Linked DNA regions of Astyanax mexicanus: region 1 is linked to region 2. A link is a contact called in public Hi-C data. All regions are on one chromosome and are shown on one strand. Each heading gives the region's core, a stretch centred on a gene start, on an enhancer-like site or on the middle of the called end of the contact. The rest is flanking DNA. Distances are from core to core; before and after follow the strand shown. Region 1 holds the start of shc1 (SHC (Src homology 2 domain containing) transforming protein 1). Region 2 overlaps shc1 (SHC (Src homology 2 domain containing) transforming protein 1).

The links. A called contact is a pair of places that touch in the nucleus more often than the background predicts.
Region 1: a Hi-C map of muscle shows a contact between it and region 2, with 2.3 times the contacts expected there. The contact joins the promoter of shc1 here to the enhancer-like site in region 2. A contact is called at or near these places in 2 of 3 Hi-C or Micro-C datasets (both in muscle).

What each region holds. Positions count from the first base shown.
Region 1 is chr6:2,344,196-2,349,465 of AstMex3_surface, forward strand. It overlaps shc1 (SHC (Src homology 2 domain containing) transforming protein 1), which reads right to left and starts at 3,500. Exons shown (of 13, transcript XM_022674208.2): 1 at 3,280-3,500. It overlaps flad1 (flavin adenine dinucleotide synthetase 1), which reads left to right and starts at 4,914. Exons shown (of 8, transcript XM_022674211.2): 1 at 4,914-5,035.
Region 2 is chr6:2,307,428-2,312,099 of AstMex3_surface, forward strand. It overlaps shc1 (SHC (Src homology 2 domain containing) transforming protein 1), which reads right to left. Exons shown (of 13, transcript XM_022674208.2): 2 at 1,924-2,088. The coding sequence starts at 2,085. Among protein-coding and RNA genes, the nearest start is that of LOC107197790, 21 kb to the left of the region's middle. Within about 2 kb of position 2,069, the one cell type or tissue checked has an H3K27ac peak away from gene starts, as active enhancers do.

The DNA of each region.
Region 1 (5,270 bases), core at 2,250-4,749, 38 kb after region 2:
CTGAAACAAGCAGCAAGTTTTGGATTGAGAGCAATGAAAATGTGCTACTATTGGGCAACACGCCCAATAGTAAGAAACCCAGGACTGTTAAATAAATTCTATAAAGATAATTTGAATTAAAATATTACAATTTAAAATCAATCTGACCCTGATTATTTTCATTATTTAATTTAATTTATATATTTAGGTCTAATTGTAAAAAAATAAAATAAAAAAAGTTAAGACTACAATAAAACAAATTAGTGGAGAAACTTTCAGGAGTATAAATAAGTATAAAAATATGCTATCTTCTATGTGGAATCATACCATACTTTCAAAAACATATTTACACACATCTTCAATACAAGCTTGGTTCTTTATGGAATTAAACATGGTTCTTCACCTAAAAATGTGGGCCTTGGACAACCCAGTCAGCAGGACATCAGCGGTTCCAGGATTAATCAATAACCCTAACCCTAATTGTTTGTGATTTGAGCACTGTTTTATTGATCACACGCTTGTTAATTAAACGCTCCTGACTACCTGAATTGGTCTTGCTAAGGCTAAAGTGTGAAAGCCCCTGAAGAAAATAACTGTGGTTGCTGTTTTGCCATGTCAGTCAACTGTGGAGCTTCAAAAGTGGCTGTGTTATTGCAGAGTTTTAAAACTGCGCCACTCACTTGAAAATAAACCATGATATAAGTACAAATATTTCATAATTTTAAATATAAGACTGACGACTGTCAGTTTGGGATGTCTGGCAGTAAGCTTTGGGATGATACTTGGATAGCTGGGGGGAAAAAAAGTCGCAACAAATTACACCACACTACGCAAACAAGCCAAGTAGACATTTTAACCTCCAACAAAGCTCCTAATAGTGATTAAATGGTGGGAATAGTGTCAGCACCGACAGCATGGGGGTTTAAGTTCCTGAACAGATGCTCAAAACAACAGCTGGTCATGGTGAGCTCATGCTGGTGAAGGACTGCCTCTCCTCTGAGCTCTGAGATGACACTGATTTACAAAGAAATTGTGTATTAAATGACATGCCAGGGTTTAAAAGTTACAAAATTCTAGAAGAGTCTAGCTGAGAAAATAAGAAGAGCATAAAAAAAATCACATTAACCTAGTTGTGGAACCATGCTTACTAACAATAAGGGAATAAGTGACATAACGAGAAGCTAGAGGTGGGCTATATGACAATATTTTATTGCATCAGGTTTCCATTTATTATTTAGGATTTACATTTATTATGAGCTCAGACTACAAAAAATTAAGTAAAAAAAAAAAAAAAAAAAGTTTAATATCTGCAAAAAAAGTGATCACATCCAAGTAGCGCTGGCCGGTATACTGGTTCATACAGTGGGGAATTTCAAACTGGTATGCAAAGAAGCATACAGCTCGCTAGATAACGCTAGCCAGTTAACATAACAAGCTAACATACTGCAGTGACTGGAGCACGACATGAACATGAATAGATGAGACCAGAATCGGTCCTGAGCGCAGCGTCGTTTTATTCAGCACAAGTGATAAAACTCCGTAAACTCAGGATATGAGGTGCAAAAATGCTTCAAGAGCAGCAACTATAGCCCTTATAAAATTATGGCTGATTTTAATATTGTAATGATTCTAATGTGTTTGATAATAACATTTTAAATTGATATTAAACTTGTGTCTTACTTGTGCAATAGAGCTTTAGAGAAATATCTCTTTGAATACTTAAACTGAGTATTTTAGGTTAATTTATAGTGTTTGTGGAGTTATTTAGCTTGTTTCGAAAAGGAAGCAGCGTTAAAATTGTTTTAAAAGCTCTTTTCTGCTAATGAAGTCAGATTTTTTCATATATTGTGTATATATTTTGTGGGACAAAGTAAACCCAATTTAAATCCTTAGTGTTTTATATTATATGTACTACTAAACCTAGATTAAAGCCAAGTCATGTAAAAAAAATAAAATAATAAATAGCCTGATATACCGTGAAACTGTCAGAATCTTGAAATATACCTTGAAATACATTTTTGGTCATACCGCCCAGCACTACATCCAATGTATCCAATGAACACAGACCAACTTCTTATTTTATATTCCACTATAGAGATTTATAATAGGATATAACACATTAGGATACATGATATATAACTGGATCCCATTAGTTAGTTCTGATTCATTTGACCACAAATGTAGTTCGTATGTATGGGATAGTTTTTCTAATGATAAAAACTGTGTATCGTAAAAAGGTTTTTAGTTAAATATCGCAATATTTCGATAATATTTTTACCAAATCGCCCACCAGAAGACTATTGCTTGGTTAGTTAGCTTGTTAGCTCAGATAGTTTTTACACAGGCAAGTTAGCCACCAGGTTCAAAATGTAGTTAGCTAGCTAGCTAACTAGCTAGCTTATGTGAGGAAAAAAAATACCTCATAGCGTTAGTTATAGTTGTAAATATTAAATAAATTAAATGTAATTAGTTTTAAAATGACTACAAGGACTAACCTTGTTTGCCGCTCTGGATAAGAGTGTCAGATAAATGCCATAAATGTAACGTAAATGTATCCTTAGCAGATAATAAACACAAACCAACTTTTTACTTTATATAACTTACCATTATAGAGATTTATAATGAGTACGAGATATATAATTAGATCCCATTAGTTAGTTCTGATTAATTTGACCAAAAATGAAGTTAGTTTGTATGAAATAGTTTTTTTAACGAAAAATACTGTGTATCGTAAAAAGATTTTTAGCTAAATATCGTGATATTTCGATAATATTTTTACCAAAATCACCCACCTCTACCTCCAACCAGAAGACTAAGGTTTAGTTAGTTAGCCTGTTAGCATAGATAGTTTTTACACAGGTAAGTTAAGTTAGCTACCAGGTTTAAACTGTAGCTAGCTAGCTAGCTAACTATCTTATGTGAGGAAAAAAATATTCACAGCGTTAGTTATAGTTGGAAACAGTTAATAAAATAAACGCAATTTCTTTTAAAACGTGTTAATCTATATAACAAGTGGCCTGACTCTATTTACAACCAAACACGAGGCTTAAAAAGTTAGCTGCTTCATCAACTTGTCCGTTCCACCTTAAATGCCTCAGGCGCACGAATGGAACTGCTGCTCTATTTAAGGTGGAACGGACGAATTCGCAACTTGAAGCTCTCAAACTCGAGCTAACTTCTAAAACAAGCCCTAAAAGTTACTCAACACTTTCATTTTCAGCATTTCCAAACCTTCAACCACTGAAACAACCCCGAACCCACCTCCCAGCGGAGTTAACTCAACTTCAGACACAGACTCACCTATTCCTCTCGGCCCCTCCGGTCCTCTCTGTCCTCCTCTTCTCTCTGTTTCTCTATTAAAATAATAATAATAATAAAAATAAACCTCAAACTTCCTCTAAATCACTCTCTCACTCCTCAGCTCACTCTCTCCAGCCTGCTCTCTCTCTCTACTTCTTTCGGGAAACGGCGGAGAAAACTTTCCTCTCTTCTCTATTTTCTCTTTTTTCACTCCCTCTCTCCCTCCCTCCCTCTTTCACTCTCTTCCACTCTCCTCCTCCTTTCCTCGCTCTTCCGCCTCGCGTCACGCGGATCTGCGATCTTCTCCAGTATCGAGTATTGCAGGATTTAGAAGTAAAAATAGTTCTAATAAACATATTATTAAAGTATTTTATAACAAAAAAATAAATAATAATAATAATAATAATGATGCAACGAGAGATATCATATTGGAATTCTTGTTTTACAGAGATTAATAATAATAATAATAATAATAATAATAATAATAATAATAATAATAATAATAATAATAATAATAAATAAAATTATTTAAATAATAAAAAAAAGATCAGAAAAAAGAAAAGAAGGAAAAGTAAGGGAAGATAAAATAAAGGAGTGGATGGGAAAGTAAGAAGAAGTAAGAAAGAAAAAAGAGAAACACTAAATTCAGTGTTGGGTCTTTTTTTATTTCATTTTGTACATTTATTTTTTTGTCCATTCTTATACTGGATACTGTTGTGGCTCTTATTGTTATTTGCAATAATACATTTGTTATTAATTTTAGCAGCTAATCTTTACAAATTTCTTAGCTTTTTCCTAATTAAAAAATCTTTAATTTCTTGTTAGTAATATTAGCCAACGTTTCTTTATTTTTCTTTTGTTGTTTTGTCAATTTATTTAATAATAATAATAATAATACATTTTATTGTTTAGAATAACAACAATACATGTGTTGTTCATATTATTAGCCAATCTATGTGATTTTCTTAGCTTTTCCTTTTTACTTCTTTATTAAAAAGTAACAAAAAGAATACATTGAGTAATCATACATTTGTTTATAGGAATAATAGTAATAATACATTTTATTGTTTAGAATAACAATAATATATGTCTTATTAATATTATTAGCATAATAATATCTACTATATTACTATAATATCTACTATAATAATATAATACAGCATTTTCAGGACATTATAAGTTGCATTACATCAACATAAAAAAATCAGCATAACCCAAATAGAACCCATATAGAAATAGTACAATACAATAAAAATATAAATTAACAATAAGACTTAAGAATTTAATAACGAACAATTAAGAAAAAACAGTAAGATATTCATTAATATTCATTTATCTGAACACAACCTTTTTATTTACTTTATTAACTATACTGAGGATTAGTAACAGGCTGCTAGTTTTAGCCTATGCTGGTAAAAGTGTCTAGTGAGCAGCGCGAGGGAGGAAGGGAGCAGGAAGGGAAATGGAACATCCCCAGAAAACACGTGAAGGCTTCGAGGCTGCATATGGGACTGCACTTCCGCTTTGGTTCTAGTATGCCCCCCCTTCTTTAATCTGATTGGTGTATTAAATGTAAACGTCACGCCGCGTCCGGCCGTGTCTGATTCTGATTGGGTAGCGTGTGTGTCAGTCATGTTACCTCACTCGAACTTCAGCCGGTGGTTTGTTTTGCTGGGTGACTGAGCGGAGGACGAACTTCAGCGATATTCCTTCAGTTAAGAGAATTCAGGCAACATTAATCTGATATTTTAACGCTGTAAATAAGTTAAAATGCTCATGTTATTTTTCTCAGAGTCAGAGAAAGCATTCAGATCCTTAAATTAGAGAACTGTGTTCAATAAGAGCTGGTTAAAGTGGTAAACCTGTAAAGTAAAGCTAGGTTAATTCAGCTAGCTCATTTATTATATATAGCATTATATATTTATTATTATAGCATTTATTATAATTGTAAACAACTTAATTCTGATTATTATACTGATTTGTATCGGAAT
Region 2 (4,672 bases), core at 819-3,318:
TTACCCAATAAACATTAGTAGATAAAAAAAGAAGCAGTGTTGTGCTGAAATTCCATATCCTTCGGCATCCATGTGCATCAAGTCCTGCTGGAAAATGAAATCCGCGTCTCCATAAAAGTTGTCAGCAGCAGAGGGAAGCTGTAAGATATGAAGTGCTGTAAGATTTTGCGGAAAAACAAAACTGCACTGACTTTAGACTTGATAATAAAACACAGTGGATCAACACCAGCAGATGACAGACATGACTCTCCAAACCATCACTGATTGGTGGAAACTTCACACTAGACCTCGAGCAGTTTGGACTGTGTGTCTCTCCACTCTTCCTCCAGACTCTGCTCCCTTGATTTTAATGTAAATAAAATGTAAAATTTACTGATGATCAGTGATGGTTTGGAGAGTCATGTCTGTCATCTGCTGGTGTTGATCCACTGTGTTTTAGTATCAAGTCTAAAGTCAGTGCAGTTTTGTTTTCCCACAAAATCTTACAGCACTTCATATCTTACAGCTTCACTCTGCTACTGACAACTATTATGGAGATGCGGATTTCATTTTCCAGCAGGACCTGGCACACTGCCCACACTGCCAAAAGTATCAATTGGTCTTATATACTATATAATCATAACAGCACAAAGAGTATTTGGTCCCCGATGATTGCCACTTGCAATGAAGACGTGCTTGAAGACATGTTCTCTTTTCTCATAGCGGTTATGATGTTTTGAAGAATCATGTGGTCAGGAAACAAACCTGGACCTGAAATACTGTATCAACATTTGGTCAACCAACATTTGGTGAACCAGCACAGACACTGCAGCACTGCTGTGTCACAGTTCCTGAATTATCAAATAAAACCTTTAATGCATTATAATCTGGTGTTCCTTATGTATGAATTTATCAGTCAGGTATTAAGGAGCAGTAAAGCCACTCTGCTGAAGTATAGAGTTAAACAGGAGTTTCAGTTTAGTTCTCCAGTAGTATTAGCATTAGCCACTAAGCGCTAACTCTTTCGCTGTTAAGAGGTGAGTATTATTGGCCTGTAGGCTGCTGCTGCTTACTCCAGCTAGCACTGCTGGAGCAGCTTTAGCATTAGCATTACCTGCTAACCGCACTAAGCACTAGCTCTTTTGCTGTTAAGAGGTAAGTATATCAGACTGTAGTCTGCATTTTTACCCTGTTAAATCAATCTATGTGGGACAAACCGCTAGCTAATATCGCCCTGGCTTACTGGAACACATTTAGGGTTCCCTCAATGTAGCGCTGTCAACAGCAATATTGGAAATCTGGAAATCTATTTATTTTTAAGAATTACAGTTGTGTTTACTTAGCTTAGCTTTACATGTGAATTAGAAGGGAAAAAAACATGGCGACACACCTGTTTCTTACTAGTGTAGAACAATGGTGCATATAATCTGGTGTGCCTTACAGTGTGAAAAATATGGTACTTTGATTTTTATTCTGACTTTACCCCACTTCAATTTTTAAGTCAAATATTAACAAACATCTTTAGAAAGTGAGTAACAGCACAGATAATCTGATAGTGTACGATCTTAAATTTTCTGATCTAGCTACGGAATGATCATCCCAATATCAGTTTTTCCTCTACAGAGTTAGCATGAAAGCACAAACAAGTCCAGTCCAATTTTAGCTCTGCACTAAGTTACATTGCAGAGATTTTTTACAGAGAGGTTTTGAATGGATAATAATAGCCAGCACAATTTCCACTATTCCCAATCCCAACACACACGCAATCTTTGATAAGATAGAAAAGGTGATTTAGGATTGGGAATGCTTTTCAAGACTGATTCTTGGTGTTACTCTACAACCATGGTTAGAAACCACAGGTCATGATCCCCAGTGAAGCAGGAAGGAAGGATGATTCTAAAAAACCAAAGAGAAGTTTGGTTAAAGTTAAAGTAAAAGCCTTACCCTGACTGTGTAGGAGACGCCGGTGCTGCTGACCACGTTGTCCGAGTGCAGCCATCCTCGGGTGGGCTTGTTGACGAAGGAGCCGTGGCGCGTCCACTCGTCTCCACCCAGCTGGCCCCCTTCCACCCGGCCCCTTCGTGATGCCCCGCCCAGCCGGTTCATGTCCTGTGTGGGGCGAGGAGGAGGAGAGGGAGCAGTTAGAGAGAGAAGAGAAGCACCAGGTGTGGAAGCAGCAGGTGCTTCCTGCAGCTCGCAGGGCCCGGCGACGTGCTCTGGGCGACTTGTGGCCTTTAGGCTGGGCAGCAGAGTGGCGGACATCCCAAGCCGCAAGGACCCCATCCTTGGGAAGAAGGAGCACAGCGTGGTGGGGCTGTTCTCGGTGGCACGTGGGGAAGAAGTAGGAGGAAGTATGGGTGCGAGAGAGGAGGAGGAGAGGGAAGAAGGGATGCCTGGAGGAGTGAGAGGGGTCAGAGGAGCAGAGGAAGGGAGAGACGGATTGGAGGTAGTCTCGTCCGTGGAGCTAAAAGAGTCGCTCCTGAAGGGGGCGTATTTCGTTTTGGGTACGAGTTCCATTCTGTGACTTGTCCGTCACGAAGACGCGACGCCGCTCAGACGAATCGAAAGTGCTTTAAGTTCTCTTTAGGCCTCTCTTTAAGTGTCTCTTTTCAAAAATATCAAAAACCACCATTCTCTTCTCTGTAACAGTCCTTCGGTTCTCTCCGTCTACTGATTCCTTCATCGCTGAACCGGAGAGATGACAGTGCAGTGACAGCTCGGCGCAAAAACATCAGAGGAAAGTTAAAAAAAAAAAAGTGTCAAGGAAGAGAGAGGAAACAAAAGTGAGAGCGAGAGAAAGAGAGAGAGAGAGAGAGAAAGCGCAAGTGAAAACAAGTGGAATAGACAGGGCCTCTTGTCAAATTCCAGATCATACAGTCTTTTGACATCAGTGTTGTCACACAGTGCATGTTACTAGCTGTGCACAATTTTTTTGTTTGCATCAGATCTTAGCCTGCATAGTATTAATGATGGTTCAAAGCTTTATATTAGCCTCACTACAGAGCACCATACGCTCTACAGAAGAATCTTACGAGTGATTGTCATCTGATTGTACCTGTTTCCTGGTGTTTATTACTTGCCTTATACGATATGGGACAGACTGATAGAGAAAGAGAGAGAGAGAGAAAGAAATATGAAACTCTGAGAAATCTCTAAAATCTGGAGCCTGGACGACGCATGTTTCCTTCTATTTGCGTGCGCTCGGCTCCACTCGAGCAGCTCTTGTCCAACAGAGTCCCATAAAAATCCTATTAGCTGCAGCTGAGACTCTAAGAGAAGAGGCTTCCAGCGGACAGACAGATCAATACGGAACGGGGAGGAGGGAAGAGAGGGAGAGGGAGGGAGGAAAAAGAGAGAATGGACGAGAGAGAGAGAAAACTGAACCAGTAAATGCTGATCACTTAATGAAAGACAGAGCTCTATTTCTACGCTGCACTACATGAGGATATTAGACCGAACAAGGTACCGAACGGTTTAAGAATTACACAGACCAAGGACAATCAATCATTTGACGATCGTTTTTAGAGTTAAACTTCTAACTTAGTCCTGGTTAAAACTGCTATTTACACATACTCATATCTCATCAGACAGATTCTGACTGAACCTGAACGAGATCAAGAGTTTAAGAGTTCAAGAAAACAAAGGTCCAGGTCCAGATCAAGACCGTGGAAGGTCACAATCCCGGTCTGGATTCAACTCACTCATTCGACTCATACTTTTCCCTTTTCCTGCATGGCGACCATGCCTTCTTCTTCTTTTCTCTTCTCCTTCACTCTCTTTCCTTCTTCCTCCAAATGATTCTGGGTCCCCTGTCATCCAGCTGTATCCTCTCCCTCTCTTTCTCCTCCTCCTCTTCCCTCTTCTTCCAAATCACCTCTGGCTGAGCTTCCCTCCCTCCCTCGACACTCCTTCCCCTGCCTCTACCGCCTTCTCTATCCCTCCTCTCCTGGAATCCCTCCCTAAGCCTCCACACAGTGTACTGGGCCCTGTTCCTGAGTTCCTCCTCCTCCCGCTCTCTCTCCCTCTCCCTCTCTCGTTCTCTCTCAATCACGCTCGCTCTCTTCTTCCAGACGATCTCTCTCTCCCCCGCTCCCCCTCCCACGTCTTCTCTCCCGTTCTCCAGGCTGCCTTTTTGTCCGTTCTTCCTCCTCGTTTAAAAAAAGGTGTACGGTTCGTACGGTCTGAACTCTAAGATGTATAGGTAGATCATTAAAAGAAATGCATGCCCATATATAGAAAGAGTAGAATACAGAATACAAAAGAATAAAGAAAATTAAGCCCTGAAACTTCTGTTTCTGTTCTGTGTCTGTTCTAGAAACAAGGCGAATATTTGCCTCTATAAAAGATAATGTTGAGCACCATTAGTGGAACCTCTCGCAGTTGGCTTTAGGTGAAGAAGAGAGGTCCAGAAATAACTGTGTACAATGAGAACCATGTCCAGTAGTGTTCAGTAGTGTCATGTGCGATAATAATGTTTCAGAGTGATAAACCGCCAACCCCTATAAAGGCGGAGTTCCCCCGAGAATGACAAACACCAGCTTGTCAGCCTAATGATAATGAGACCTGATTGGCTCTGTCTGACGTTCCGCCCTCAGAGATCTCGGAGAAGAGGGGCTCATTAGAGGCTGACTGGAAAATCAATCACTCCCTCATTACCTTAAGTGACACCTAGGAGCTGCGGAATAGTACCATC